Regions from separate parts of the Mus musculus genome. Here regions 1, 2 and 4 are each linked to region 3. The links are chromatin contacts, called in public HiChIP or PLAC-seq and promoter capture Hi-C maps. All regions are on one chromosome and are shown on one strand. Each heading gives the region's core, a stretch centred on a gene start, on an enhancer-like site or on the middle of the called end of the contact. The rest is flanking DNA. Distances are from core to core; before and after follow the strand shown.

What was found. Promoter capture Hi-C pulls out the DNA fragments that hold promoters and counts their contacts. HiChIP or PLAC-seq counts read pairs in DNA pulled down with a chosen protein or histone mark.
Region 1: an H3K27ac HiChIP or PLAC-seq map of thymic regulatory T cells shows a contact between it and region 3, with 9 times the contacts expected there. The contact joins the promoter of Rcc2 here to the promoter of Camk2n1 in region 3. A contact is called at or near these places in 1 of 39 promoter capture datasets (liver) and 2 of 115 datasets of contacts at active chromatin or transcription factors (astrocytes and thymic regulatory T cells).
Region 2: a contact with region 3 is called in a promoter capture Hi-C map of liver, with 2.4 times the contacts expected there. The contact joins the promoter of Pnrc2 here to the promoter of Camk2n1 in region 3. A contact is called at or near these places in 1 of 39 promoter capture datasets (liver) and 1 of 115 datasets of contacts at active chromatin or transcription factors (astrocytes).
Region 4: a contact with region 3 is called in a promoter capture Hi-C map of liver, with 3 times the contacts expected there. The contact joins the promoter of Id3 here to the promoter of Camk2n1 in region 3. A contact is called at or near these places in 1 of 39 promoter capture datasets (liver) and 1 of 115 datasets of contacts at active chromatin or transcription factors (astrocytes).

The regions. Positions count from the first base shown.
Region 1 is chr4:140,698,204-140,705,077 of GRCm38.p6, forward strand. Rcc2 (regulator of chromosome condensation 2) reads left to right here and starts at 3,270. Exons shown (of 13, transcript NM_173867.5): 1 at 3,270-3,447; 2 at 3,944-4,232. The coding sequence starts at 3,954.
Region 2 is chr4:135,868,316-135,876,296 of GRCm38.p6, forward strand. Pnrc2 (proline-rich nuclear receptor coactivator 2) reads right to left here and starts at 5,531. Exons shown (of 3, transcript NM_026383.3): 1 at 5,359-5,531; 2 at 4,580-4,784; 3 at 2,611-4,139. The coding sequence starts at 4,121. The coding sequence ends at 3,699. It also overlaps a transcript of Srsf10 not described here.
Region 3 is chr4:138,452,686-138,460,146 of GRCm38.p6, forward strand. Camk2n1 (calcium/calmodulin-dependent protein kinase II inhibitor 1) reads left to right here and starts at 2,463. Exons shown (of 2, transcript NM_025451.2): 1 at 2,463-2,666; 2 at 4,033-7,441. The coding sequence starts at 2,501. The coding sequence ends at 4,103.
Region 4 is chr4:136,140,004-136,147,462 of GRCm38.p6, forward strand. It overlaps Id3 (inhibitor of DNA binding 3), which reads left to right and starts at 3,819. Exons shown (of 3, transcript NM_008321.2): 1 at 3,819-4,175; 2 at 4,291-4,373; 3 at 4,877-5,389. The coding sequence starts at 3,876. The coding sequence ends at 4,350. It overlaps Gm42329 (predicted gene, 42329), which reads right to left and starts at 2,215. Exons shown (of 2, transcript NR_168524.1): 1 at 2,129-2,215.

The DNA.
Region 1 (6,874 bases), core at 2,020-4,519, 2.2 Mb after region 3:
AGTGTTGTCTTAGCCAGCTGAGTGGTAGGAGTATAGGTATGTGTCAATATACCAGGCTTATCCTTTACGTTGGGGTGAACCCAGAGCCTCTCACAAGCCAAGCCAAGTGTTTTTCTCACGAGTATCCCCACCTCTATTTGCTTCTTCTATGCTGTCCAAGTTAGGTTCAAACTTACGATTCTCCAAGTAACTGGGACTAGAGAGCTATATACCACTGTGTCCACATTTTGTTTGTTTTGTTTTGTTTTTTGAGACGGGGTTTCTCTGTGTAGCTCTGGCTGTCCTGGAACTCACTCTGTAGACCAGGATCTGCCTGCCTCTGCCTCCCAAGTGCTGGGATTAAAGGCTTGCACCACCCCTGCCTGGTTTCGTGTCCACATTAATATAATAAAATTAGTCATGAGATCTGTTGTTGTGGCTTTTTTTGTTTGTTTGTTTGTCCTTTTTGCTCTAAGTCCTCAAGTCTAGGGTGGGCTGGGTGTAATAGTGGTACAGACCCAGGATGCCAGGGCTCAGGAGATGACGCAGTGAAACCACCAGTTCAAGGCCAGGCTGGGCTACACAGGGAAACCTTGCTTCACGAACATGGTAAAACAGCAGCAGCAACAACCACCAAACCAAAACCAAACCAAAACCAACAATTCCAGTGTGTGTTTGTGCTACAACGTAATTGCGGCACGGATCAGCTGTATTCAAGGGCTCAGTGGCTTCCCAGGTTCCTGGTTCACAGCGTAGATAGTTTGTGAATCCTCCTGTCATGGTCCAGTTACCCAGACCATCAGAATTCATCTCTGGAGCTGAGAGTGTGCATCTGTGGTGGATAGAGTGCTTGCCTAGCATGTAAGAAACCCCAGCTTTGACTCCCAGCATCTTATATACGGTGGTACATGTTTGCAATCTCCGAATTCCAGAGGTCAGGCTGGTGAATCAAAAAACTCAAGGTATATTATATGAGACCAGAGACTCCTTGGACTACAAGTGGAACTTTCTGTGGTCCAGCTGGATGGACCACAGCTCTGGGAAGGACCCTGGTTGCCGCCGAGTTTAACTTTTATTAAGGAGCAGCAGAGGAGACTAACAGTAAGATGGCCCATATTTCCATGTACAAACGGAAGCCGGGCATTTGTGCTCAGATAGAATTTGCTCTCTCTTCTCTTCTTTCTTCTGTCCCGAGCAGACGCTCAATTAAAATGAAGTAAAAAGCCCAAGCACAAGTGTATGTTGGAGGGAGCACTCCCTGCATGGCCCGTAGGTGCACCTCACTCTGTCACATTGGTTACATAAGGTGAACAGCAGCCTACATGTTCGCCTTTTCGTGTGTGCGCCCGCACCCCCATCTCAACCAGGGGCATCACTCGGGCTTTCCCTGGGTCTGAAATAGTGAGGCATGGAGTGGCAGAGAACACTTTTCCCATCCGACGAGGAGGGCTGGTTAGTGGGTGTTATCCTCTGAGTGCTCTTCTTCCTTAGCACAGCCTCAGGAAAAACCAGTTTTGGAAGCACCACACCTTGGGTCAGATGATGCAACGTGATATTAGCGTCGGGTTGCATCAGCGGTTCTGACGCATGTGCCTTTTACGCCGGCAGAAAGCCGTATAATGGGGCAGGAGAAAGAGAGAGAGACTCGCTGCCTAAAAACCTTTTAAAGGCACCCTCAGCGTTTCTAATTGGCCACACAGGGTGTTGTCGGGAGGATAACCGCCCAACCAGCCACCACCCCCGGACAAGCTCCGGCGTGCCATTTCCTGAAACCCGGACCTGACGGCACACTTAGGCAGAATTCTTTTCTAGTTGGTTCTAATGTTTTATATCAAAGCATCACGGCTTAATCTCTTCAATCTTTTCGAATGCCAGGTCTATTAAGAGGCTTTCAGACGGTGCTTCTAATATCCCTGAAACGCACCAGTTGGTGCTCATTTTCTGAGTTGTTTTACATAAGTGCTTCCACCCAGGCTGGTGACTTTGATCAAATAACTTAGATTTGGTTCTCCAGGATTCTCCGCCTGCCTTCAAACGTTTGGTCCTGTGCACCCTCCCCCCGCCCCCATCCCGCTTCTTGATGTAATTAAGAACGAACTGCAAAGACCCTAGAAACTCTCTCTAGTCAACCAAGGAAGTTGCCAAAAAAGAAACTTTCAGTGTTAACTCGGGCGCTCGAGAGAGAGAGAGAGAAGTAGGAGGATCAGGTTCAATGTCAGCCTGGGCTACACGGTCAGTTTCAGGCCAGCCTGGGCTACATGAGACGGAAACAAAACCCCAAAGAAAAACATTTGTCAGAAGAGAAAGTGACACTGAGATGCAAACCTTCCCCTAGTTCCAACCAAGCCGATCGTGCACGTGGCTTGTCGGGTCCTGTGAGGGGGGCCCTGTCGACTCCTCAGCCTTGACCCCAGCACCTCTGGCCACTTCTCTTCCCGGATTCCTAGACCCTGCACTGTCCCACGGGGTAGGGGAAAGGTTTCCTCTCCCACTTCTGCCAGGTCAGATTCTTTACAATTTTAAAACTCAGCTCTCCCAGGGAACGCCTTCCTTGATCCTGGAACCCGGTAAGTACCATGCTTTCAGTAATTTCTTAATCTTTCCTCTTACTTCGCCTTCCAACTGGGCAGAGATCTTGTTCTCCAGGTCTGTATTCTAAGCTTCTAGCACCTTTGCATCTAGTCTTGCTTGTACTGAGGCGCGGTAAATACGTTTTTAAAATGAAGAAAATTCCCATCACAAGTACTTTCAAGTCCACCTATGCTAATTACTAATTTCATAGTACGTCCCCCAGCTAATTACTAATTTCATACTACACCAAACCTTTATGTAACTTGATCATTCTAACAGCACCCGGCTGCACACTCTGGACGCATCCACGACGTATCAAATCTACCCTGAGTCTGCACAGGAGAAAGTTACTCAAATTGTGTTCATTTTTCATTCCCATCACTCAATTAGGGCACGTCCCTCGCTGGCTGCTGCGTGAGCAAAGCAACTATTTTCCAGCGAGTGTCCTCAGGTGACCTGTCTAGACGCTCAGGGGGAAAAAACAAGAGAATCTGACACTCTCCCGAGCCCCGAAGACGCCTTGTGACGCGCAGGCCGCGCTGCGTGCAAGGGCGTGCGGAGCGCGCAAGCGGCGGGGCCCAGCGGGGCCTGCGGCGTGGCGCCGGGCGTCCGGGACGCAGGCTCGGGTGGGCGGCCCGGCTGGGCGGTGGGGTCCTCCGGCCGGTAGGGGGCGCGCGCACCCGGGGCCCCTCGCCGCCCGCCGCGCGCGCGCTCGCTTGCCGCCCGGCCGCACATGTGTTTCTGTTTTGTGTTGTAGCATTTGTTCTGGAAGCTCGTATTTACATTTTAAGTGTATCTGGTGAGTGGGCTGGAGCCCTCGTCCCGGCCGGGGAGAGAAGAAGCCTTCGACCCCGTCTTTCAGTCGCTTCCCTCCTCGTTTCTCATCACTCCAACCAGGTAGGGGCTGGAAACCGTCTGGGACCAGTTTGCAGGGTCTGGGAAAGTTTTTTTTTTTTCCTCTTTTTTTTTCTCCTCTCCCTCCCCCTTCCCCCCCGAGAAAGGTTAAAAAAAAAAAAAAAGACGCTGGGGAAGGGGGGGTTGGGGGACGGAATGAATAAGAAGGGGAAGGAAGGCGGATCCACGTGGTTTAATCGGAGACAGACAGAGATCCCATTGTTCAAAATCAATAAAAAAAAAAAAAAAAAAAAAAAGCAGACGGGGCGAGCGCCGGGCCGCGGGGGCCGGGCTGGGGCCCCACGAAAGTTCCTCTTTTCGCGCGTGCTCGCAGGTGCTTGGGGCCCGGCCGGGGTACAGGGGGGGGTCCCCGCGTGGCGCGCGGCGTGGGGAGGGGCGAGGGAGCAGCAGGTGGGGCGGCCCACGCCGCGCCGCGCGTCCCCTCCCCCGCCCCGCAGCCCGCCCCGTGTGCATTGTGCGCCCCGTGTGTCTCCCGCAGCCCGGCGACCATGCCCAGGAAGAAGGGGGCGGCCTGGGAGGAGCCGAGTTCGGGCAACGGCACGGCGCGCGCGGGGCCCCGGCGACGCGGCGGCCCCGCGGGCAGGAAGCGCGAGCGGCCCGAGCGCTGCAGCAGCAGCAGCGGCGGCGGCAGCAGCGGCGACGAGGACGGCCCGGAGCTGGACGGGGCCCCCGGCGGCGGCAAGCGCACAGCCAGGCCGGCGACGGCGGGCAAGGCGGCCGGCGCGGCCGCGATCATCACGGAGCCCGAGCACACGAAGGAGCGCGTCGTGAGTGGGGCGGGGGCGGTTGGCGGTTTTGGGGGGGAGGGGCGCCGTGGGGTCACGCCCCGCCCCTCCCCCACGCCGCGCGGGGGAACTCCGGGGAGCCAGTCCCGGGCCGGGGGAGGGGGGGGACCGGGTGTGCGCGGCCACGCGGGGGCTGTCAGTCCCTCCTTCCCCCCCGTGCGTCCACCCCCCTCCTCCCCCCCACCCCCGCGTCTCTTCCTCCCCCCGAGGGGGGAGGGCAGTCCGCGGGGAGCAGCCGGCTCGCGCCGGGGCTTTGAGGTTCCCGCCGCTGCGGCTCGGGCGCCCCGGGGGGGCGGGGCCTGGCGCGCGGCGCGCATGCTCCGTGTTAGCCCGGCGCGGTCGGCCCGGCCGGTGCGCGCGGGGCATGGTGGGGGCCCGCGCGGCGCGGCCGTGAGCGCGCATGCTCCTCGGAGGCCCTCCCCACCCCGGGGCTCCCCTCCCACCCGCGACCCCCCGCGGAGCGGCGCTGGGCTTTGTCTGCCTCGGGTCCTCGCGGCGTGGGGGCCAGTGGGGTCGGTGCTCCCCTGAGGCTCCGGTCTGGGCCGTGGAACTTGAGCTTTCGCGGGGGCGGGGGTGGTGGTGGAGAGGAAGCCCCGCAGAGCCGGGCCCAGGGTCCGCTTGAGTCTCCGCCAGAACTTTGTAAAAGCAAGTTTTCGGTGATACACCCCTCTACCCCCTCCGCCTCTGTGTCCCGGAGATCACGTTCTCTGTTAACTCTAAGAAAGAGATGGAGCTTGACCCTCGGGAGAGTGTTGCCCATGTTCCCAAGGGTGTTCTGCAAAAGGTGGCAAGGGCACACTAAGAGGGGTAGAAGAGTCCTAACCATCTTGCAGTAGAAGAAAGGTTCCCGCTAGGCATGCAGAGGGGCCCTGCATGAGGTAGGCTCGCCAGGTAGACCGGTCTTAGCCAGAGTATTGGAAGGGTAACTCACAAGCTGCTCTATTTATTGCCTAGTGGGTTTGGACAAGGCTAAGAAGTTGGGCATGATAGGGTCTTTTCTCTGCTGCATCGGGTTGTCCTGAAGTTTAGGAAAGCCATGTGGAGTTGGATTATTTTGTGAGTAGGAAAAAAAAAATCAGTAAGACAATGACTGCTCGTAGGGGTGGCAGAGGGAAGGCATTTATTGTGGATTAAACAGAGACACAGGCAGGGACATCAGAGAAGTCTGACCCTTGGGGGGAGTGAGGATAGGAACCAGGTGCAGGAGCCGCCCGAGTAAAAGAGGGGACCAAAATGGTCGGGTTATATAGAGAAGAGTAGGTAGGGGGAGAGGGTAGCTTAGCCTGTGGGCTGGATTAAGTTTAGGGTAAGGGGCGGGGGTATATCTGCCTGGAGTGTCCGGTAACAGGTACTGTGAGGGATGCCGGGAGATCCTAGTTACCAGTTCTGCTTTGATATGTTAAATAGTCCCCTCCGCTCTTTGTCCTGGTTTTGAGACTTCTGCCAGGGCCTGGTGAGTTCCAGGGTCTGCAGGCTGTTAACCCTCTCAGGGATGCACGTGAGTGGAGTGGAGGAGGGGCTCAGAGGCCTCTATCTCCAAGGGTCTTGTATCAGAATTGGCACCTTGTGTGCTATGAGGAGATGCCATGTCTGAGAGGAGGCAGTCCCCTGTAGTTTGTGCTTGTTCTGTGTGTACAGCTAACTTCCCATATCTGTGTAGAACCGGAGCTTAAAAAGGGCTTTGTGTCCATCCCCTTAAAGCTAGGGGGACTATCACTGTAGAACCGACCCCTCAGTGGTCAGTTAGGGGGTGGTTGGATAAGTGAACCCAGGGGCCTCTGGGGACTTAACTTTCTCGCTGTTACACCTGGGAAGTGTGTGCTTCCAGCTTCTGCCCCTGTTAGGGTCAGGTTGAGTTTGGTTCAAGGTCAAGAACACAGCCTTGCAGCCTAGGCTGGCAGACTGCCCAGTGTCTCTGGCCTAAGGGCTGTGGTCTCCCTCTGCTAGGCAGACACAGGACTGTCTCTGCAGTCGGCCACTATCCTGGATATTTCAGAAAGCTACTTAACTCGGCAGAGACCAGCCTCTCCCCTGAGGGAGGCTCCTCTGCCAGTGTCTGGGCCTCCTGCCTTCACTTTTCCCTTACCTTGAACTTGAAGTTGTCTTGGGCTTGGGAAGATGAGCCATGTGTTCTGTTGAGTTGTCCTGCTAGAGTTAGGTGGGTTAGGAAAATCAAACAGTAGTCCTTAAGAGTCGATGTGTGGAAAACGAGCCTTCAGTCTTGTCCTATGATATTCAAGGACCTGAGGCTCAGGCGCAGGCATCCAGCTCTGTGTGTTAAATCGGGGTTGCTAGGGTTTCACGGACCCTGCAACATAGTGTTGGTTCTTAGTGCAGTGGGAGGAGGGTTGGTAGGGATGGTTGTTGCCAGCCTCTTGCTCCCTGGTTCTCCTAGTCCCTGAGCATCAGTCTCCTAAATGGATGTGTTTAAAGGTGGACTCTCGGCCTCACTCAGGGAGTGTATGTACTTGGGTGGTAAGTCAGAAACTGCGGTGGCCAGGAAGCCCCCGTTTGCTGATTGGAGACACTTGGTGCATTTTCTGCCTTGGCCACTCATCTGCATTCAGGTCACATTCAGGTGACCTGTCCTGGAGAGGTAGCTAGGTGAGGTTGAGTTCACCCGA
Region 2 (7,981 bases), core at 4,281-6,780, 2.6 Mb before region 3:
CTACTTGTACATTTTATAGGGGACATATTATGTGTATAGTTAATAAATAACTTTATAGTGTCACAAATGTTTTGGATTCCTTAGTTCCTTATCAGGATATGAAGCTTGTTTATCCTACCATTAATACCACCACATTCGGATTTTTGTTGTATTTTTGCCACATATTTAAAACTGTCAATATCTGAAATCTGGAAACAGTGTTAAGCCTTTGACCATTTTTTCTAAAATGTAGTAGGATTACACATAAATGAAGAGAGCGGTAAAATGAAGGTTATTTGTTGGGGGTTTTTGGTTTTTTTTTTTTTTTTTTTAACTTTTTTTCAGCCTGCCCAAACTCAAAAAGGCAACAGGCACCATGTGAGAATTATAAATTTTGGCTTCATTTTTGTTGTTTTTATTTTGAATCAAGTTGGAAATGCTTTTAAAGTTTTATTTTTAAGGACACAATAAAAATTGGTAAAACTGAATTTAGCGTTTATTTCGAGATTATAAATTACTAAGTGTATTTATACCATTTACGTCATCATTAGCATTGGATTGGTCTTAAAGGTTCTGTGTATTTAACAGTATCTGTGCCGTCTGCAGTGTTCTGTCCTTTACTTGGCCTCCATTTCCTTTCCAATTGAGCTTAAGGCCTTCCAGAGGAGAAAATGAAGTTGTGAGTTCAGATGAGGTTTTTGTTCCATTTTAAAAATTCAATACATTGTTTCTATTTACTTTTTAGATTTCTTTTCTTTGGGGGAGTGGTTTCATATGCTGGAAAATATCCCTGTTCCTTTATAAATGCAGTAACAGTAATCGGCAGCTCTTGGGTTGAGTGTAGTAAGTTTGAGGGGGGGCCCCTGTGGTTTGGGGTAGCTTGTTTTTAGTCTTGTCTATTGTGGTTTCCATGTATATGAAAGGCTGTCAATATTACTCAGCACTTGCTGTGCCAAGTTGTGTGTGTTCCAGATATTCCTACTTAACCTTAAAATCACTCCCAGGAAATGAACACTTATCCTGTTTTTCAAATAAGAAAGCTGTCTTCCGTGGGGTACCCACCATGTGGACAGGAGTTTTTGCATACACACCTTCTAACTTTACTAAAAGTAGATTTAAAGTGTATTCCAGGATTGTAGGCTGTTGGAGCTCCAGCACTCTGAAGCTGGCTTCCTTCACTGTACTTTTTTACCATGTTCCTTTTTTACAAATATTGAGATTAGACTTCAACAATAGCCAGGAATCAGAGAGGTTAAACAACTTACTGTCTTCAACTGTTAGCTTCATCAAGATTAAGATACTCGATTCATTGTTGCAGAAGACTCTCTTCTCTTTTCCTGTCCCTCCAATCCTGTTAGTTATTAATGTTTGTGTATTTGTAAAACTGGTTCACCATTCACCCTGTGTTAAAACTGTAGTTCTTGGTTTTTTGTTGTTGGGAGTTTTTGTGTGCAGTGGGTGGGGGGGATAAAAACTTGAGGCATGTAAATTTTTATTAGTAACAGTAGTTTGTAAAGAAGTAAAAGGCTTTTGTAATCCAGGTTTTGTTTTTGCAGATCACATTTCTTTGTTGGAGAGTAAAATAAACTGGTCTAGGAGCTTTAAAAAAAAAAATCTTGGTTTTTCTGTAGACTTTGTTGTACCTTACAGGTATAACTACCCAAGCAGATACTTGTCTCTGAGGTTTTAGAGATGTATTACTTGATTTAGAACATTGCCTATGAAAATATGGGGGGGGGGGGGAAGTTGCATAATTTAGAGCCATTTGAAAATGGATTAATAGATTTAAGGTAAAGTCAGTCTATCATACTACACACTGCCACCAAAATACATAGGAAGTGAACACTGTATGGCTGCCTTCGGCAACCAACTGGTGGATTCTGCCATACTTACTGAAGGCTGCAGGAGTACACACACACACACACACACACACACACACACACACACACACACACACACACACACACCCACCCACCCACCCACCCACCCACCCACCCACCCACCCACCCACCCACCCACCCACCCTCCCTCAAAGGCAGGCTTTCTCTGTAAATAGCCCTCCTGGCTGCCTTTTTTTTTTTTTTTTTTTTTTTTTTTTTTTTTTTTTGCTATTTGTGCCTCCTGAATGAACTTACAGCTATGTTTTATTAGTGTCTATTGAAGTGTTTATGCAATCAGCACACATCTTAGTCCAAATTAGAGATCTGGGCATATTGCTGCATTCTAATGCATACATAAAAAAACAAAAGTATAGGCAGAGGCACAAAAAGACTTTGTTAGTTGTTCCACTGAATCACACCAGGGATAATCCATCCTCTGCAGGTGGGATTGTTTAAGCAAATAAGCAAAAGCTAATTACACTTTTGGTTTTGAGACCAGGTAAAGCACTTGCTGTTCTGTAACTCATATCTGCCTACATACAAGGATTTTCGGTAGTTTGAATAGTCATAAATAAAATGTTTAAATTCCCCATCAGCACAGAGGAAGCATAGTTCAGCTGGGCAGGGCTGTGCACACTGTCAATCTCAGCGTTCAAGCTAGAGAGACCTGTGTCAAACAGCATAGTAGCATCACAGTCATCCCAAGTAGACAATCATAAATCACTTACATAAAAAGAATGTACTAGGGAGGAAAGGTTTATTTATGAATTTTATTTTTCAGTCAGATTATAGTTTTGTGAACTTGTCCTTTAGGATACTCAATGTTTGACTTGAACTCTTGCTCTGAACTTAATTGAGAAAACACAATTTAGCTCTTCTGCTCATAAAGATTGAGAAGTAATTGTTACTGGGTTTAATAACACAAGAGACTTTTTCCCTTTGCCAATGAAAATGAGGGGTTGCACATAATCAGGCAGGGGTGACTTAGGGTTGATAAAGCCAAAATGAGTCTTTGGGTTTAAGATGGTTGGGGAGGAAGTTTTGTCCTACATCTTTATATCTCTTTAAAAAAAAACAGGAAATGTAGCTTAAATCTTTTCAATTATAAAAACTTAATACAACAGATTTCACACATCAGTTACATTGATTCACTCTGGCACTTAAGCACAAGGGCAACCTTTAAAAATTGGAGACCTTCAAAATTAGGCCATAAGATTTTTAAAAAAAAAACAGTTCATGGTCTTACATTCATCAAATTCACACTAAAAATAGTCTTATTTTTGTAGAATAAAGGCTAAGAAAACATTACATATGTTACAAGCTTATTACATGTATTTACATGACTTTAAATGTCACAAACACAACTCCCTACTTCAAACAGGCTTTGTATATAGGTGAGGCCAGGATCACTTTAGCAGCTTTGTGGGGTGCTAGTCAGCACTGTCTGTTTTTAGAATAGACTTGGTACATCTCTGGGTACTTATCCACTGCATTTAAGAAATGACCACTGGGACATGTGCTGCGCCGCTATCTTTTGAAAAATGCCCAAGATAGTTTGGATGACCCTAGACCATGAAACTGAACTGTGCAACCTTGTATATGCTAAATGCACTGTCTGACTTCTTCAGAAGTTGTGTGTTAACCCATAAATCTTAATTTTTCCCATCAAACAATAAAAAAGTTAAGGTTACTATTTCCCAGATCTAAACTTGAATTTACCAAGTAGAATCAATTAGTCACTTAAATTGTTGAAATTGCATCGACACTGTATAGTGTGTACAGCACATAAATCAGATGTCATGTGTAAGCGTCACAATTTAAAGTTAACACCTACTAACTTTATACCTGTACCTTAAGTAAGGTTTTAAGTTGAAATGTCATCGTTTCCTTATCTGAAGGGTTCAAGGAAACATGAACCCAGTGGCTTGGTGGCTTGGGGAGAACACTTGGTGATGGTGGTTCACTAAATTTGGCTCCAGCATAGTTCTGACTAGCTTGAGACTTAAAAAGCAAGCTAGGACTTGATAAACCAGCATTCCAGTTGGAGTTGTTAGAAAGGCTCTTGGTCTTTCCCCCATTTTGCATGGCCTGCCATGCTGCTGCTGCTGGATTGTACCCATGTCCTCGTTCCTTTTTCTTATGAGCAATCTTCGTCTGGGAAGAATTCTGATCCTTGCTCTTCTGTCTATTTTGCTGTTCTTGGTTCTTACTAGCATTTCTAGATTGAGGGTCTGGAATGTTATACCTCTCTCCGCCACCCATCTTCAGCTTCTTTGTCACCTGTAAGTAAATACATGTAAACAATAAATTCCACATGTTCCTTGTGATGTTTCCATAGTTCCAGTTCTAGAAGTGTTGAAGAAAATATGACAAGATGGCATTAGGCTCGACTTCAAAACCATCTACCTCAAAAAACTAAAGTCGTGAGCTAGATACCAGTTTGTGAAATTGAAAGAAGAAAAAAATTAAAGCAAGCTCTTCTTTCATTCTTTGTACAAGCTAAAAGAAATAACCCCACACACCGAAAGCCACCCGTGGCTGGTGGGGTCTCCTATACCAGACTGGCCTCCAACTTTAAGCAGTCTTGCCCCAAACTCTGGAGTGCTGGAATTACAGGCACATAATACTGCAGCATCGCCATGCATGGCCGCTGACCTTAATAGTTTAGAATTGCTTCACTCCTAAGATAATTGGCCCCACTGTGATGGGAATCTTTATACCTTTCAGTTTGCTTTTCAGATTGAAGGATTTCCACTACTTGTCCTCTTCCTTGCTGCCAAGCCCAGGATAAGAGACGTTGCTTTCTGCTAGATCCTTTCCTTTGTCTCAGTACACAAGTTTTCATGAGCCAGTCTGCTGATTTCAGCCTAGGAGCTGAGGTCCACATCGAGTCTCCTCAGCACACAAGTTTGAGAGAAGTCCTAGCTAGAAAAGGAAAGAGAATTACTTGAAAATAACCCCAAAAAGTGATCTTTTAGACATTCTACAGAAATGGCTGTCGCTGCTTCCTCAAAGCTTCATAGATGATGTATGAGACCACGACTTTCTTTGACCTCATAAATATCAGCTTACAACTCTTGGGGGCTTACCTGCAACTCTTACCCGTTTTAAAGTGAAACTAGGACCCGCACAGCCATTTCCACATCAAGGTTCTGTTCCCAACAGCGCGCATCGTGATTTCGCCTATGACTCCGGTAACGGGTGCCATAATTTTTCACAAACCATAATAACCTTACATTCCTAAAGATCACGCCTCTAAGGGGAAAGGTTTCTCTGTTCTAATTAGCAAACACCCTCACAAGGCTGAGAAGCCTCCGACTTTGTAAGTCAGAAGGCCCGCACTCGCAGTCACCCGCACAGTGAACCTGCAAGCTCGCAGCCTCAGCCCGCGGCTCCGCTCCCAGGGAGTCGGTCGCACCCGACCGGCCTCACTTCCTCTTCAGCCAGGCCCAACAATGGTGCCCGCGATGGCCAACATGGCCGCCCCCGCCACACTCACCGACTTCGAGCGGCGGCGGCGGCGGCTCCCTCTCGACCTCCAAGCCTCCTTCCCTCTACAGGGAGAAACGATGCACGGATCTAACAGCCCACGAACGAGTCACGGATCACAACTCCGTCTGGGGACCAACCTCCTACTGCCTTTCCCGACAAAATGGAGGCCGCTGCAAGCGCGGAAGAGGACCGGAGACTGTGCAGCCAATGAGGACGCGGCAGCGCGTCCCGCGGCCAATGAGACGCCAGCCACCGCCTGTTGCTGGGGCACGCGGGGGGGGGGGGGAGTGCGGGGTGGCTGTTGTCATGGTTTGAAATCCTGCGGGAGGAGCATGTCGGGAATAACTGGCCCGCTTCGGGAGCCGCGCTGCTGGACTTTCCCCGGCTGGCGGAGGGCAGCTGCTCTTCTGCTGGCCTCTGGCAGCGGGGCCCGTACTTTACTTCCGTGACCAGACCTCTGCGCGGCGCCCGTCTTTGTTCCTGGCCCTTTCTGTCCTGCGGTCACTGGGCCAGCCCCAGAGCTGCCGTGGGTCATATTCACCCCACCCAGAGCCCGGCAACTATTTCTGCACATGACCACCTTCCTTTTTTATGTCTCCTCTGATCTAGCTTCACTTTTTTCTCGGTACCTGAGACTGTCACTACTATCAGGGCCTGCTTTTTCTATACACAGCACTTGCTGGATCCCTACACATTTTTTGGTCTTGTTTCGAAAGTGGGAAAACTAGAGAAAAGAAATATACCGCTCAAGAATGACAGCAAGGTTCGGGAAAGAAAGGAGAGATATCTTTTGTTTAAGAGAAAAAGAAAAACGTGTATCCTAGAGTCAACATTTCAAGGGTGAACACCAATTTCAGTGAATAATTCTGGGGGTAAATGTGCCAGGTGTCTTGCCTCATTCAGGCCTGTAATCACAGCTTCTCAGTTTTGAGGTCAGTTTGGAGTACATAGCAAAACCCCCATCTCAGCAAAACAAAAACGTTTCATTGGCTCCAAATTGTGATGCAAATAAGACACACACACTCACACATCTATCTATATAGCCATTGCTGTCCAGAATTAAGTTGGTCCAGAATTCTGCAAGCCTGTCCAAATGCATCTAGGGTGTTTTATCTGCTCCCTACCTCATGCTAGACTTTTGCTTATGTCATCTCATTCCAGTCTCAGCAATTTTAAGGGCAAGGTGCTATTCTGATTTCCAGTGTTCTTGGATTCAGGACATCTCAGTGGTGCCACACTTCAAAGCATAATGCTACAGTGAGTTTCAAGAGCCTGGGCTCATGTGCCCTTCTTCTCTGTGCCTAAAAGGTGCTTGACATAGAGGACACCATTACCCACATTGTCGGAAAGCTTGGGTGCCATGAAGCCTGCCTGTGTCCTGCCACCTGGCTGAGCCTGCTCTCTCCTACAAGGTCAGCGTCAGGCTGCCCTTTGGGAGAGCATGGTTCCGGCATTCACCATGTCTTAGCACTGTCTCTAGCTCATTAATAGCTACCAGTCCACAAGAGCTCCAAACTCTGGACCATGTGTAAAAAAGAATTCCTTCTTCGAAATATCACCGTCTGCCTGTCTGATTTTGTTTGGTTTGTGCATCGCATGCTTGCAGTGTCCTGGGAGGCCAAAAGAGGGTGACAGGTCCTCCGTAAGCCCTTACAGAGAGGCCTGCCTCTTCCTCTCTAGTCCTGGCACTAACCGTAAGCCCTTACAGAGAGGCCTTCCTCTTCCTCCCTAGTCCTGGCACTAACAGCATCCGCCACCATAGCCAGTGGATATTTAATTTAAAGCATTCATCTTGCCCACACTTATCTAGTGCCTGCTTTGGGAAAGAAAGAAAAAAAGAAACCTCATCTGGATCCAAAAGAAGGGAAAGCCCTTTCCTATTTGTGAGAGAAGGGAGCTGAGCTTTGGGGAAGTTTGGCCTGGTTTCTCTAGACAAATAACCTGCTCATTGCAAGGGAATTAGAAGTTAAGAAGGTGGGCTGGAGAGATGGCTCAGTGGGTAAGAGCACCCGACTGCTCTTCAAATCCCAGCAACCACGTGGTGGCTCACAACCATCCGTAACGAGAGATCTGACTCCCTCTTCTGGGGTGTCTGAAGACAACGACAGTGTACATACGAAAAATAAATAAATCTTAAGAAAAAAAGTTAAGAAGGTATAGCTTGAAGGTTTTTCCACAGAGGACTCTTAATTGTAAATTGTAAAGGGGGCAGGGACTAGAGTGGCTCACATAGAAGTTTGTAACTGCTGTGGGAAGTGCGTAATCTCTAGCCAGTGAGCCCCAAGTTCAGTTAGGGAACTCATCTCAAAGAACAAAATGAAGGGCATAGTGATAGCCCTCCTAACTCCAGCACTCTGGGAGGTGGAGGCAGGAGAATCTCAGAGGTCAGGGCCAGCCAGGCTTACTGTGATCCTGTGTCCAAAACAAAAGCAAAAAAGGAGAAGCTGGTGAGGTTGATTAGCAGGTCAAGCCACTCCCACGCCCCTCCCCCTCGAGCCTGCCAACCTGAGTTCTGGGACCTCCATGGTGGAAGGAGAGAACAAACTCCTACAACGTTTCCTATGACATCCACACCATGCCGTGGCACACACATGCCAACACCATAAATGAGGAAATAATGTAAGCAGACA
Region 3 (7,461 bases), core at 1,213-3,712:
AAGTTTATACCACCCTGTGTCTTGGGCCTTTGTCATCTCTCTCAGCACTTGAGAGCTAACCTCACAGCTGACTCGCAGCGGGGCCTTAATGAATGAAGACAGGCAGCTTCAGGAGGGACCATCCACAATCTGGGGACCTGCTGCTTCTACTGTTGACAAGCCATGGGACTCTGAGCCAGTTTCCTATGTGTGCATTGCAGGCTCGGGTTAGGCGATGTTTAGGGAGGCTTCCCAGCCCAGGCGGCTCTGAAGTGGGGGAATGGTTAAAGAGACGCACCTTCTCACAGAGGGAGCCATTTCTTATTCAACTACTGCACACCCACTGACAGCTCCGCCCCCGGGGGCCTTCTCCTCTTTAACTGTCTTGAGGGGCACACCGGCAGTTGGGCAGGGGAGACTACTGGGGTTCAGGGAGGATAGACCCCTTGCCTAAAGTGTCACTGCAAGGGAAGCACAGGGTTGGGGTTCAAGATCGGGCCTGTACCCAGAAGTCAAGTTTATTCCACCTGTCACAATCTATTTCTCCACCCCTTCGTCTTCGCATCCTGAGGTCTGGATTCTGGAAACCAGCCAGCCCTTTAACATTGGGGGGAGGGGGCACGGGTTCTAGGCTGCGTCATCCCTGGCTGATGGCAACCCCCTCCCCTGCTCTCCGGCGAGGGGGCGGGGTGCTAGGTGAGTTAGGAGCCTAATGACAAGGATTAGCTTCCTAGCCCTGCCTCTCTCCTGCAGGCTGCTGACCTTGGACTGGTTACCCCTCGCTGGGGTTAGGCCAGCTCTGCTGAGCAGGTCTGGTCTCCTTGGGGAGAGCAGGTGCTCCAGGCTCAGGCGAGGATAATGAGCACTCCTCACGCACCTTGCCCCCTTGAAGTTACCATCTGGCAGACAGATGCGCCTGCCAGGCCTCCTGGGCTTCCCGGGTCTCCCTCCCAGGGTGCAGGAGCACGCTCCGGGTTTTGAGGCTGCAGTATCTCTCCAGAGCTTTATTAAGACTGTTGTTATAAGAGAGGTCCCGGAGGGCAAAGGGCTGCAGGCCCGGGGCGTCCCCAGCGAGTCAGAGGGCTCTAGGAGCCGGGCATCCCGGGCAAGCCCAGAGTAATGAGGCTCTCCCCTATCCCGCGGGAGGCGGGGCTGCCCCCTCCTCCCCTCCTTCTTGTCCCCGGGGTTGGTGCGGGGGGAGCCAGGGCCCCCGCACAGAGGGACAAGAAGTGAGAAAAAGGCCTTCCTGGCAGATCCAGTGGGCACGGGGATAGAGGAATGCCCGGCAGGGTCTAAGTGGGGCACAAGTGTGGTGGGGGAAGGGAGAGGAGTGCCCGCGGGTGGCCCAGTACGCTCCGATCCTTGACCTCTGTAACTGGCCTCCAGGGAGGTCAGCATCCGCGTCCTTCCCGGCCGGTGCGTCCTCGGTCCCCTCCCCTCCCACTGCTTCGGGTTCCCCTCGGGAGTCACAGCCAGCCGAGCCGGCGCGCACAGGCTCCGGGTCGGGTAAACACCGCGCGGGAGGGGCGCGGGCCGTGCGGGGCGGGGCGGGGCGGGGCGGGGCGCACCGGGGCCCCTCAGCGCAGGCGGGACGGAGGGAACGGGGGCGGGGGCAGGAAGCCAGCCGCGGTCCGGCGCGGCCCCGTGACGTCGCTTAGCTTCCAGGGATCTCTCCCCGAGGCCCACGGGTCCCCTCCTCCCTCCCTCCTCTGGCGCCTCGCTTTCAGCCTGGGCTGGCATTCTCCCTAGCAGCTCGCAGGCTGCTCCTTCGTCCCTGCCTCCCTCTGTCCCCCCTCTCTCCTCCTTCCTTCTCCGACCCTCTATTTTTCCCTCTTTCGCTTCTCCGCTCTGCCTCTCCGATCCAAATCTAGTCTCCCCCCTTTTCTTTTTCTCCCTCCTTCCTCACCCTCCCTCCTCCCGCCGCTCCCCTTGCCTTCTTCTGTCTTTCTGTTTTTCTCCCCGTCGCCCTCTCGGTTTCTTCCCTCCCTCCCTCCCTCCCTCCGGGTTTCCTCCCCCTGCCCTCCCTCCTTTTTGCTCCCCTCCCCCTCGGCCGCTCGCTGCTTCACAGTCCCCGAGTCGCCGCCGCTGCCGCCGCCCGCATCCGCGGCAGGACTGGCCCGCGCGCTCCCCGGGGTGCGCCCACCTCGGTCCCGCGCCCTCCGGGCTCGCAGGGACACCCTCCTCCCCGCGCGTCGCGGCCCCGCCCGGCTCGGCCCCCGCCCCGCGCCCGAGAGCGCCGAGGATGTGAGTCCTGCCCGCCGCTGCCGGAGCAGCAGCCACTCGCGCGCGGAGCCCGAGCGCAGCGCAGCTCAGCTGCGGGCGCTCGTTGGGTCGCTCGCGCGGGCTGCGCGCTCCTGCCCCAAGCGGTGTCCCTCCCCGGCCTCTCGCCGGCCCCAGCGCCGCGGCAGCCCCGAGGGCCGTCCCCGGCCGGCCATCCCCGGCCCCAGCGCCGCTGACCCTGTCCTCCGCGGGCGGGGACGCGGGCGGAGGAGGTGCCGCCTCGGAGCCCCCGGACGCGACCATGTCGGAGGTGCTGCCCTACGGCGACGAGAAGCTGAGCCCCTACGGCGACGGCGGCGACGTGGGCCAGATCTTCTCGTGCCGCCTGCAGGACACCAACAACTTCTTCGGGGCTGGGCAGAGCAAGCGGCCTCCCAAGCTGGGCCAGATCGGCCGGAGCAAGCGCGGTGAGTTCCCCGCCCCTTACCCCCTGCGGTGCTGGTGCTGCAGCCTGGCTGGGGCTCAGGGGTCCCCGCGGTAGTAGGAGGACCATCTGCGAGATCTAGGGATCCCTCCTGCGGCGGAAGCTGGATCAGGCCTCGGGCAAGAGTCCCCGCTTGTCCGGGCCACCAGCGGGGTCACCCGGGGGCGTGGTAGCCTCTACTTGCTGCCGAGGCCCAAAGGTTATACCCGCGTCCTCAACCGCACCAAAGTTTGCTTTTAGGTTTCACACCCCTCCCCCTTTTTGCGCAGTGGAGTCGCATCTGCACTCTCTCTGCTCGGCCACCCTGGGGTAAGGGGTCCTGGAGCTTCTTAGGGGTCTGCGTGGGGCGCTGCAGGGGAAGGACCTTAACTCCCGCGGGGAAGGGCGAGGAGCATTCAGGTCGCACTGGCTTTTCACTGTTACTTGGCAGAGGGGAGAAGGGTGGTCTAGCCTGAGATATTGGAGTTGGAGAAGCCCCAGGGAAACCGAGACTCAGGGTGCTGCCGGAAAAGACTGGGGTGGCGAGGTGAAGTGGGGAGATGGTCGGGAGACCGAGGTGGGCTGAGAGCTAAAGCGAGGGAGCTGTAAGGGAGCCTGGGACTCAAGTCTAGGGAGGACGCTGAAGTGCTGGAACAATGAGGGTGACAGACAAGGAGACCTACGGGTAGAGACCCAGAGTTCTGGACAGGTGATCTGATCATCCAGTACAGGGACCGGTGGAGGGACTGAGAGAGGCCAGTGGAGGCAGTGAGGCAGGCGGAAGAGGCAACTGAAGGTAAAGCCCCAGGCGGCAGCGAAGGGAGGTTCTGCCCTTTGCGGTGGCACAGAGAGCGGAGGGGCGGAGGCTACAGACCGGGGAACGGGGAAGGGAGAACGGGAGGGGGACACCCGTTCAGGCCAGGCCTAAACTTTGCAGCCGCTGATCGGCGTGGGAACCTACCCCAGCTTTCCTTCCTGCTCCGGGCATCTTTGAACCCGGCCTGGGCTACCGCCACCAGTGATCTGAAGACCTCAGTTTCCCTTTCTCTCCTTAAGAATCAGCCTAGGAGACTTCTTTGTAAAGGGTTGCATCGGGTTGCAGTCGAGCTGGGATGGCTCCCTCTGGCTTGCTCCTTCTTAGAATCCATCTAGGATGAGGGCTAGGCAGTGGGGCAGTTCAGAACCAGGCAGGGAAGGGAGCCTAGGGCAATGGGGCTGTTCACCCTGCTTGGAACAGCCAGCCTTCCTTCCTCGCCCTCCCCTGCACCTCCATAATGGGGATAGACAAAGTATCTGCGACCCCTGGCTAGCCCAAGCTCTCTCACATTTCTCTTCCCCTCCCCCCCCTTTTTTTTTTTTTTTTTTTGCAGTTGTTATTGAAGATGATAGGATTGATGACGTGCTGAAAACCATGACCGACAAGGCACCCCCTGGTGTCTAACTGCCCCAAAGACAATGTGTTGAGGGAAAGAATAAGAAGAGTGGCGGGCTGTGACAGTTACTGACAAAAAGCACGAGGAGGAGGAGGAGGGAGAAAGCACTTTGAAATTTATTAATAGCTTGCTACCTGCGATGAAATCGACAACTTGTGTCTCAAGTCAGGCCGGGAGACAGATGAGGTGGAGAGGAGGAGGAGGAGGAAGAGGAGGAGGTGGAGGTGGTGGAGGTGGTGGTGGTGGTGGTAGCAGCGGTAGCGGTGGCTCTGGGCTCCTCTACAAAAACAAAAGTTAAAAAAAAACACACAAAAAGTAAAAAAATAAAATAAAAAAAATAAAAATCACTATATACACACATATAAAAGAAAAAAGTCTCAGTTGCAGCTATTTGTCAAGATTAATACCTGTTTCTTTTTATATATGGTAAATATTGTGCAATTATAGCTCTGGAGTTTGAACCACTTCCCGAAAGCAGCACCGACCACGTGAAGGTGCTTGCCTTCTCTGCTGATTTGGCTGTTCCCAATGTTTACATAATTTCATCTGTGCACTTGGATGTGACATGCGGTCTAGTCCAGTTTTTTTTTTTTAATGTTGTTTATTCTTGGATGTACAAAAGAAAATTGGGGGCAGGGGAATGACCTCTGTAGATACTGTTGTACTTGGGTCATCTTTGAATGAACCCCATTTTAAAGCAGAAAGTAACTTTTCTACGGACTGATGCTTTGGGAAGGCCCCTTCCTGGTCTTGTTTTCGAGAGACAACTGAAAAGCTTGCGCTTCTTTGTTGCAGTACAGCTCTTTGCCCAGGTTAACACCAACAGTGGGTTTTATATGTCAGAAAGAAGAAGAAGAAAAACAAAGACAAACTTGCTTGAGCTTTTTCTAGCCTCCCTGGGGGCTCTGTTGAGTGAACCCCTCTTTCTTCTTCAATATTGTGTCACTTTATCCATTCTCTTTAATGGACTGTAAAAAAAAAACAAAAACAAACAACAAATGTAATCACAAGAGTGCCAAATATCTTGAACCGCCAAAAGGCATTTTGGTTTCCTTTTGTCCCCTGTGCTCTGAGTCCTGTGTGGGAACACTTGGAGAGTCTTTTCTGTTATTTATAGGGGTTCTCTTAAGGCTCGCCAGCTGCCTGTTTTGCATGGTATTTGCAAAAAAATGCCTCTTGCGTGAGGAATCTTTTACCTTTTTTTTTTTGTTCTTTTAAATTATTTGTTTGCAACTTTGGACCTCAAGAGGTCCCCACCCCTCCCAGTTCCTTCTTTTCTTAATTCTCTATTCTGTATGTTGCACCTTGAACCAGCACACAGGGCTATTTCTCCAGTGTACAATAAAGAACTCTTCCTGTGTCTACTCTTTCGTTAGCCTTGTTTCTCAGGGACTGGAATACAGAGATGGTGGCTTTGGCCTGTAGGATGAAACAGTTTGTGTGCGTTGTTGGGGGGTTATCAGCCAGTGGGCTGGATGGGTCAGGCTATCCCCTAAGAATGGCAGAGTCAGTGGACTTTGAATTTTGCAAATGGCTCCTTCTGGATTCCCTGAGGCTTGCTTGGGCCATCCTGTTGGGTTGGGAGGCCGCCAGTCCTGTGGAGACTGAAGCTGGGAGACTGGACTTGGGTTCAGGTTCTAGCTCTGACTGCCTTACTCTCGGAACTGGAACTTCTGTAAACATCACCTGCCTGATCTGCAGAGACCGATGAACTCAGCTGCTGCCTCTTAGGGTCAAGAAGAGGAGTATCAATCCTCGGCACACCAGAACCTTCCACATTGGGCCGCCGCTAGCATCCACTAAACATCCAACCCGAGACCCAGTTATGGACATACGTGTCTCTACCACTAGAGCCTACTGTTACATGCTTGAGGATGAGTCTGTTCTCTGGGGATGCATGGGGGGGGGGGGAAGTCCCAAAAGTTTCCAAGCACCTGCTGTACCTGCCTCTAATCACCCATTAGGAAAAGTCTGTTGGGCAGGGTGGGGAGGTAGCTCCAGTTCTCTTTAAACTGGAGGCAGTGATGAGGGGTTCAGGTTCTGTAGGGAGAGGACTTGGGAGGAGGGGTTTTGGCTCAAGGAAGAGGTCCTGTGTCCCCACCTCCTTGCCTCCTACCCCTCCCCCAACCCTTGGGATGTTTTGCATGTAGAAACCCCACTGCCTGGAGCTTTTAATGTGTTTGTTTTAAAGCTGTCAGCCAGGGAGTCACAACACAGCTCACAGTGACAGGAGCTTGAGTATGACTCAGACATCAGGTAAGAGTCCCCACGGGGTGGGGTGGGGGGACTGCAGAAGAGGAGCTCCAGGGGGCCCCAGGGAAAGGAGGGCAAATGTCTTATCCCCCTTCTTAAGTCTGACAGCCTCAGCAGGTCCCAGCCTGGGGTTCTTCATCCTGTGGTCATTACTGGGACTGATGGGGGAGCTGGAACTGGCAGTGCCCAGCCTGCGGATGCAAGCGGATGCCAACTTCATTTCCCCAGGCGCACAGTCCTCTTCTTGAATCTGGCTGTCTTCCCTCTTGACCCCAGGCACTCCCTTTTGGACTTGAAGGTCTATAGGCTCCATTAGAGCCAAGAAATGCAATGTACTGCTCCCCTCCCCAGAAGGCCGAGGGGGTTACTGGGGGAAAGGATTAGAGCTAGGGCCTGCTTTTTGTTCAAATAATAATCTGCCGAGAGGGACAGAGGCCAGGCAAGAAGGTAGCTTTAGGGATGTGGTTTCTGGTACTGTAGTCACTGAGTACCATCTCATGTGGTTGTCTCAGCACTTCTAGAAACCCAGTGACATTCACTTACCAGTTACCAAAGAAGCTGAGGTCTCAGGGAAGCAAGAAAGCTTTCCCTGAACACCAGACTCACAACAGCCCAGAAGAATGGGTGGTGTTACCTGGCTGCACAGTAGATAGCGTGTCTCAGAGAGGGTAATTCCTGCCAAGCGCCTCAGTTTGATAGCTGCAGAGGCAGGATTGGAACCCAGAGCCCACCATCTGGGATGAAGATGCAGACAGACTGGCTCTGTTCCGGCTTCAACGGTTGTCCTTCAGCCTTTAAAAGTCCTTGTGTTGGTGTGTCTTCCGCAAGCTCTGCCCATCTCCATCATCCTGCACAACTTGAGACTGCATCAGGGGTCAGAAGGAGGCAGTGTGTGGATGTGGTCAGCCAGCTCCTGGAGCTGCCCCGCGCCCTGGGCCAAGGCTGAAGGTCCATTTTAATAAGTGATGTATTAAAACGTTCCTGCTGGAGGCCACTGGGCAGCAAAGGCAGTGCCTGCCTCAGCCTGGAATGAGTCTGCCTTTCTAGAGACCTCCATTCAGTAGCAAGGAAAATAAATCTCTTAAATATACTATAGTATTGGGTGAGCATTTG
Region 4 (7,459 bases), core at 2,569-5,068, 2.3 Mb before region 3:
TCATGACATTGACTTTGAAATTCACAGCGGAGAGACCCCACTACCACCACGTCTTAAATTTCTAAAGCCGAAACAGTAATAGCTTACAGTTCTGCCAGCTCAAAAAAAAAAAAAATCAGAAAGCACAACATTGGCTTTTTTTCTCCCCCTTTTATAATTTTGGCAGAGGAAGATGCAGTTCCTGGAAATGCTTACAAAATGATTCCTGACACTAGGAGGAGATAGTTAAAAGAGGGGAAAAGGAAAAAGAAAAGTTATCTGTGTTCAGATAGAAAGGAGGAAGGTGGAAAGAAAAGAGAGAAACAAAAGAACTAAAAGAGAAAGGGGGGCTTTAAAGGGCCCCAATTCAGGGGACGTTATCAAGGTCTCAGCATCTGCTATTCACAAGCCGCTCGCCGGCTGGGGTGGCGCAGGCCCCGCCCCTATCTCGGGTGTCCGGCGCTCATTGGTGGGAGAGGCAGTCGCCGGCCGGTGACTGCCCGAGGAAAGGTTGCCTGGGACACGCATCCCTGTGTGAACGCATGACGTCCCACCCTGGCGCCAGGCTGTCTGGGGCTGAGTCTTAGATCAACACAGCTGTGGGACCCGGACCCACAGCTGGGCAAAGGAGCGGATTCCTCAACAAAAAATAGGATTGTGGGAAAAGTTCTGAAACAAAAACAGCGCAGACAAAAGCCTTAATGACATCCTTTCATAAAAATAAAAAATGCAAGAGGGGGGAAAATGCTGGTAAAAGGAGCAGAACTGGGAACAGAAAGTTCAGAGGCGTTTGGAGTAAGAGGCTGAGGCCCCGCCACCACTAAACAAGTTGCAGAAGGCCGGGGCGAGCCGACCAGTCTGCTGTGCAGGCAAGAGAGAGTCTTTGGGGTTTAAACTCTATTCACTGATCCCAACCCGACTAAAACCCACTCCTTTCAGACTTAGACTCTTAGGTCAGAAAAGACCCTTAAAGGCCATTTACTCCTCCCCTCCCCCTCCCCCAAAGTAAGGTTCTGGAAAAAAGGATTTGTGTCCAAAGGTAAGTTATTGGCGTGGAAAGGACTGAATGCGGCTTGATAACCCCTTCTGACCTATCTCCACACAGCCTATGGCCATTTCAGCCTGGGAGCATCATGAGGAAATAATAAATGCTGTGAAGGTACTTTGCAAATTGTAAAACCAGAGAATCTCCTATCCAACCCCGAGGCAACAGAGGCTGTAGTGGAGGACTGGAGAAGAGAGAGCGGACCTGGGTGGGCGAAGCACCTACCGCACATCTGGCCCCATGATGAACTAATGCAGACCAGGGAGTGTGCCCTTCTCACAGAAGAGGTGTTTAAAATTCTTTCCTTTTTTGAGACAGGGTCTCACTAGTCATCCCCTGGCTGTCCTGAAACTCACTATGTAGACCAGGCTGGCCAGGAACTCAAGCTGTCTTCTGCCTTCTGAGTGCTGGGAGCAAAGGCTTTTTTTTTTTTTTTTTTAAAGATAAATTAGGTCAGAGCCAGGTGTAGTGGTGGATCCTTTATTACCAGCACTAGGGAGGCAGATCATCTCAGAGTTCGAGGCCAGCCTGGTCTACACAGAGAGTTCCAGGACAGCCAGGGTTACATAGAGAAACACTGTCTCAAAAATAGATAGATAGATAGATAGATAGATAAATGTAAGGTAAATAAATAAACGAGGTCATTTTCATTAGCTCCACTTAACAGGCCTGAAAATTGAGGCTCAGAGAATAATTTATTCCAAATTCACACCGTTAGTGAAATAAAACAAGTTAAGTTTTGAACATAGGTCTGCCAGGCACTGAAGGCCATGATTTTTTCTAGACGCTCCTGACTTGACTGTTTTGCACACACATACAGAAGTCTTCACGAGAGCCAAAGAAAGGCTCCTCTGTTCAGTTTTCGGGAGTCCACACAGCCACGGAGGAGATTTCTCTTCCCGTGACCAAATAGCTGGCATTTAACTTCTTCAGCATAGAGACTGCCTTGTGCTTTCTCAGGTTAGACCTTCTTCTGTCTTCTACCGAAATAGCTGTCCTTGAGAACTTGAATATTCCCAGGAGAAAACTTTTCAGAGACTTCTTTCTTGGGACACAGGGGCCTGTGGTATGATGGAAAAGAATGAGGCTCCGAGACTGGCTTACCTGTGATGTGATACAGGACTCGTTTTATATGCCCTGTCCCCGGCCCTGTGCTGGTCCACACTCCTTGTCCAACTGTCACACAAGCATCTGGTGTTCTGAGTCAGAAAGTATTTATAACAATCCCTCAGTGCCCTTTCTCTCTGTCTGTCTCCTCATACAGCTGATCAAAGCCGTGGTATCTGGGTTTGCTCAAGATTATGTGTCGATAACCAGTAAATAGCAGAGCTGTCCGGATTGAACCCAGGGCTTTGGCTCCCTAGACCGATGTCCTTCCAATTATTGGAACTGTCCCAGCTCAGAGGTCCCATTGTCCTGTTGATCAGTGCCACACACTACTGAACACTTAATTGTTTCCTGTGTTAATCTTGTCCCCAGACATTGTGAGATTCTTGAGAGCAGGAGCCTCTGTTTCATGTGAAGCAACTCCATAAATATTTACCAGGCTGATTGATTAAGAAAGCAATCTCGTGGCTGCAAAACCCCACCTGTTCTCTCCCAAGATGGAAACCAGAATTTTGGAACTGCTGAGGCTTCGGGGTCTGGGAAGCAGAGCCAGGCAAAGAATAGAGTGCACTGTCCTTTTGCAATATGGGATTGCCTGCCTGCTGGCTGCTCTCCTGCTCTCTCAGATGGGTGGCTGGGGCTACTTCAGCAGGACGAGGAATAATCATGTCCAGGTGGCTGCCCTTCCACAACAGAAAGGGACAGACAACGCGGCGATGAAATTGTTATTGTTTTCTACAGAGTGTGCAAAGTGTGCAAAGGGAGGGAGGCTGTGCAGAACGAGGAAGCAAACGCTAGACAGCTGACCCATTTGGTTCTATGTATGCCCGTGGAGGGGACCTTCTAAAAGGGTTTATGCAGCAAGCACCCCCATATTTGAAACCTTGTCCAAAATCCTAATCAAATTCACTTCCAAAGCACAACCGGGCATACATTTAGTTCCTAAAGGAGTTCTCGGTGGAAACGGTCCATGCTTTTTCTTTCTCCGTGGAAAAGGACTGGGTCCAGACTGCTCTTATCCTCTTTCCCCTGGTGCTCAAATAAATAGTGTTCTCTGCTTAGACCTCCCTTTCCCTCCTTCTTCTGCAATCTCAGCGCCTAGCCCAAATCTGTTTTCTTCATTGTAACCTCAGCTTCACCGCAATTAATTTTTTCCCCCTCTGGTCACAAGATAATTCCTGACGCCAGTGAGTCTGGAGGTCAGACGAGCAGCAAATTGGGGAACAAGGCGGCACTAATTCCTTACAAGTTTCCCTTGAAAATTCTTGAGAGAGAGAGGAGAGAGAGATCTTTAGTTGTTCAAGGGATTTATGACCTCAGAGCTGTGGGTTCGAACCAGTATTGGGGGGAGGGGACCTCAGAGAACTTGGGCGCCTCCAGAAAAGGCATATTCTTAAAAGTTAATGGTTTTAAGTGATTTTTTTTTTTTTTTCAAATCTGTGCTGGCTCAAGAGCCCCGCCTCTCCTCGGTATCAGCGCTTCCTCATTCCTCGCATCCGAGGCTCCGCTGTCCTCGGCGTCAGACCAGCCTAAGGAAGCCTGTTAGCAATTTAAACCCACTGTGAACGCCCAGGACCGGGGAGGCGGTGCCCAGGGCGGGCGGGGGTGGACCCTTGGCGGTCTGTTTTGAATAAGGGGGTGTGTCCTAGAGAGGACTCTATAAGAGTCGGCCGCTGCAGGCGTGCGCGCACTGTTTGCTGCTTTAGGTGTCTCTTTTCCTCCCTCTCTATCTCTACTCTCCAACATGAAGGCGCTGAGCCCGGTGCGCGGCTGCTACGAGGCGGTGTGCTGCCTGTCGGAACGTAGCCTGGCCATTGCGCGAGGCCGCGGTAAGAGCCCGTCGACCGAGGAGCCTCTTAGCCTCTTGGACGACATGAACCACTGCTACTCGCGCCTGCGGGAACTGGTGCCGGGAGTCCCGCGAGGCACTCAGCTTAGCCAGGTGGAAATCCTGCAGCGTGTCATAGACTACATCCTCGACCTTCAGGTGGTCCTGGCAGAGCCGGCGCCTGGACCCCCGGACGGTCCGCATCTCCCGATCCAGGTGCGAGAGGGAGCCAGACCAGGCTGCTCTGAGCGTGCGGGCAGGGATGCTGCGGGTCTTCCCTATCGCGTCCCCGAGTCCCTTGGCTAACTCGTCTCCTAACCTTCTTTCACAGACAGCTGAGCTCACTCCGGAACTTGTGATCTCCAAGGACAAGAGGAGCTTTTGCCACTGACCCGGTCGTCCTGGCACCTCCCGGTAAGCTTTCTCCTGGCGCGGGCGAGGAGGGAGGCTTGCATGGGAAATCCTGCCTTTGACAGAACATTGTAAGGCTTAGGGTTCAGTCGGTTTAGGGAAAAAGCCAAGCCACTGAAAGGCAAAAGCCTTATCTATAATCAGTTAGAATAAACGACAGAACCTATGTCAATATCACGTGCATTCCTTAGACACGCTGTCCCTTCTCATCCCGGGTGGCCAGAGCCCAGGGCAAGTGGGCGCGCGGGTCGCACCAAATGAGCCTTGGAGTAAAGGAAGCCCTCCCCCCTTTCCACTAGTGTTATTTCTAAGCGGGAGGGGGAGTGGTGACTCCGCCTGTGGTCCTTTGGCGCCAACTGGGTGGAGGCAGTGTGGGGAGCGGAGTTATCAGCTGGAGGTAGAGACCGAGTTTCCTCCCTGGCGCCGGCCAGTCTGCGGCATCCTCCGCCTGGGCGCGCTCGGCGGAAACTGACGGCTCCCTCGCTCTTCTCTCCTCCCCCGCCCAGAACGCAGGTGCTGGCGCCCGTTCCGCTTGGGACCCTGGGACTCTGGGACCCTCTCTCCAGCCGGAAGCCTGAGGGCATGGATGAGCTTCGATCTTAACCCAGCCCTCTTCACTTACCCTGAACTCAACGCCTCGAGGCTGGACCTGGAGCCCGAGAGAAGGACTGAACTTGGGTGGCCTGAAGAGCTAGCACACGCTGGTCAGCAGCTGGGCAACGTCACTCTGTCCCCACCCTGACTCAAGTCTAAAAGACTGGCTTTTCCGAGAATGGGGTGTCGAGAGGGTGTGGGGGGATGCGAGTGGCTGCCCTGCGCACTCTGCCAAGGCAGCATAAGAGCTGTTCTTCTGGTTTCCTTGGAGAAAAGCTCTGCTGCCCTGATTATGAACTCTATAATAGAGTATATAGCTTTTGTACCTTTTTTACAGGAAGGTGACTTTCTGTAATCATGTGATGTATATTAAACTTTTTATAAAAGTTAACATTTTGCATAATAAACCATTTTTGAACACTTTGTGTATGACATCTTGCGCCACCTCCTAGGAGCTTGGGGCGGGCAGATTTGCATACCCTTTTAGGGACGAGAAAGTTCCCAGCTGAAGCTGAGGGCTAGGGTGGCTTGGTTAGTAGGAAGGGCTGGGGTTGGGAATCCCCAAAAACATTGGAGGTTGAAAGCAAGGATCTATGATCCTACTCTCAATTACAGGAGCCTCTCCTACAGCCGGCAAGTCTGAGACCGAATCTTTTTATTTCTTCAATTCCTTGAAACTTGGCAGCAGCTCTTAGATGGATGCCGCAAATGATTGGGCGAACCTTCCTGGCGGCTCGGGGTCAAGTGTGGGGATGAACTATTTCGTATTTAAATAAACTGCCTCCATTAACTTCATGCTTTCTGGTCTGCCTTCCCCCCAGACTTCCAAACTTGGAGAAAGGAACCCTGCGGGTGAGGTGGGGGGTATAGTGATTTGTACTTTAATCCCAGCACTCATGAGGCAGAGGCACACAATCTCTTGAGTTTGAAACCTGGAACTCACTATATATATATTGCTATGTATAGTGAGTTCCAGGATGGTCAGCTACGCGGGAAGACCCTGTATATAGGAAAACCAAACCCAGGGTCTTGCCTCAGGTCTGCAGCCACTTTTCAGGGTGTAGGCTTGCTGGGAAACTCAAGTTCCCTTAATGTTTGGTAAACTTTGACCTGGGGTTTGAGAATAATGAGTATAGTATTGCGGTTGGCAGGAAAGGGACCTTAGACTGGCCATTTCTGGGGCAGGCCTGGGAGTTGGGTAAAAGGCAAGGTGGCAACCCATGCCCCATCTCTCCACCCCAACATGGTTCCTCCCCAGGTGGGCTGCATCAGGCCCCCATCGTCACAGGATTCCTATTTATATGATCTCATCTGTGTCGGCCTTGGCATGTGCTACTTGTATTTCATAACAAACATTTCATTACCCTTTGTGCATTAACCATAGTGAGCTTTCTGGGGTGAAACAGGGTCGTGGCAGAAGGGGAGGAGAGGGGAGCAACCTCCTTGCCAGTTGTCCTTCCAGTCTGATTAATGGTTTTTAACCTGTCTGGTTTCTTCTGATGAACCAATGGGAGATATGACCATCTTTCAGAAATCACACATGAAATTTCGCAGAATAATGGCAGGCCCCCCACCTCTGGAGGTCCTGTTTCTACATAAGAAAACTTTTGCCTTAAATTTAATACTCTAGTGACATCCATCTTGGACTGTGTGTTAAGGTATGCTGTGTTCTCTGAAGAGAGCCCGTCAAACATGACAATCCTGCATCGGCTGAATACAGCAGGCTACAGGCTATGCCTCCAGCGAGCCAGTTTCCACATTCGTACCAGGTGACAGTTCTGAGGGGGTCTGCCTTCTGTTCACTTAGAGGTTATGACCAAGGAGGGATTGAAAGCTTTAGTGGAGCAAGCCGCTTCTCTCTGAGCCCAGCTGCCTCCAAGGACTGAAGATAATGATGGGAAACTTCTTTGAAATGCATCACACACCTACGAGGCATTATTAAGCTAATTCCAAGGAAATTGCTTGTCAGGACTCCCAGGGCTGAGCAGTTCAGGTGGCCCGGACAAAAGCTTAGACCATCTAGCCAATCCATTAGTCATTAGAAACTGAAAGCACTTTAGCCCTAGGTCAGAAACCTCTGAGTTAGTCTGCTGTTGTAATCATTTATGGGCGTGCCTACCAGGTGCCCCGGTCCATTTCATTACATCCTAATCTTTTTTTCTAATCAGCAAGGTGTGTACCTTGAATAAGTTGATCAAGGTCACAGCAAGGAAGTGGGAGAAGGTATTTAGGAAAGCCAGCTTCCTGTAGAATCTAAGTCTGGGTTCTCATTCTCTACTTTAGACAGCTTTCCCGAGTCAACGGCTTCGTGAATGGGGCACAAATTAGAAGCCCAGTAAGAGCTTGTTGGGGGAAAAAAAAAAAAAAAAAAAAAAAAAGAAAAACAAAACAAATCTTAGTTCTGCATGAAATGGGATGATAGTACATCCCTTAAAATTGTATGGTTCGGATATAAAAGACCACACGTGAAATATTTTCCTGGCTCTCTTTGAACT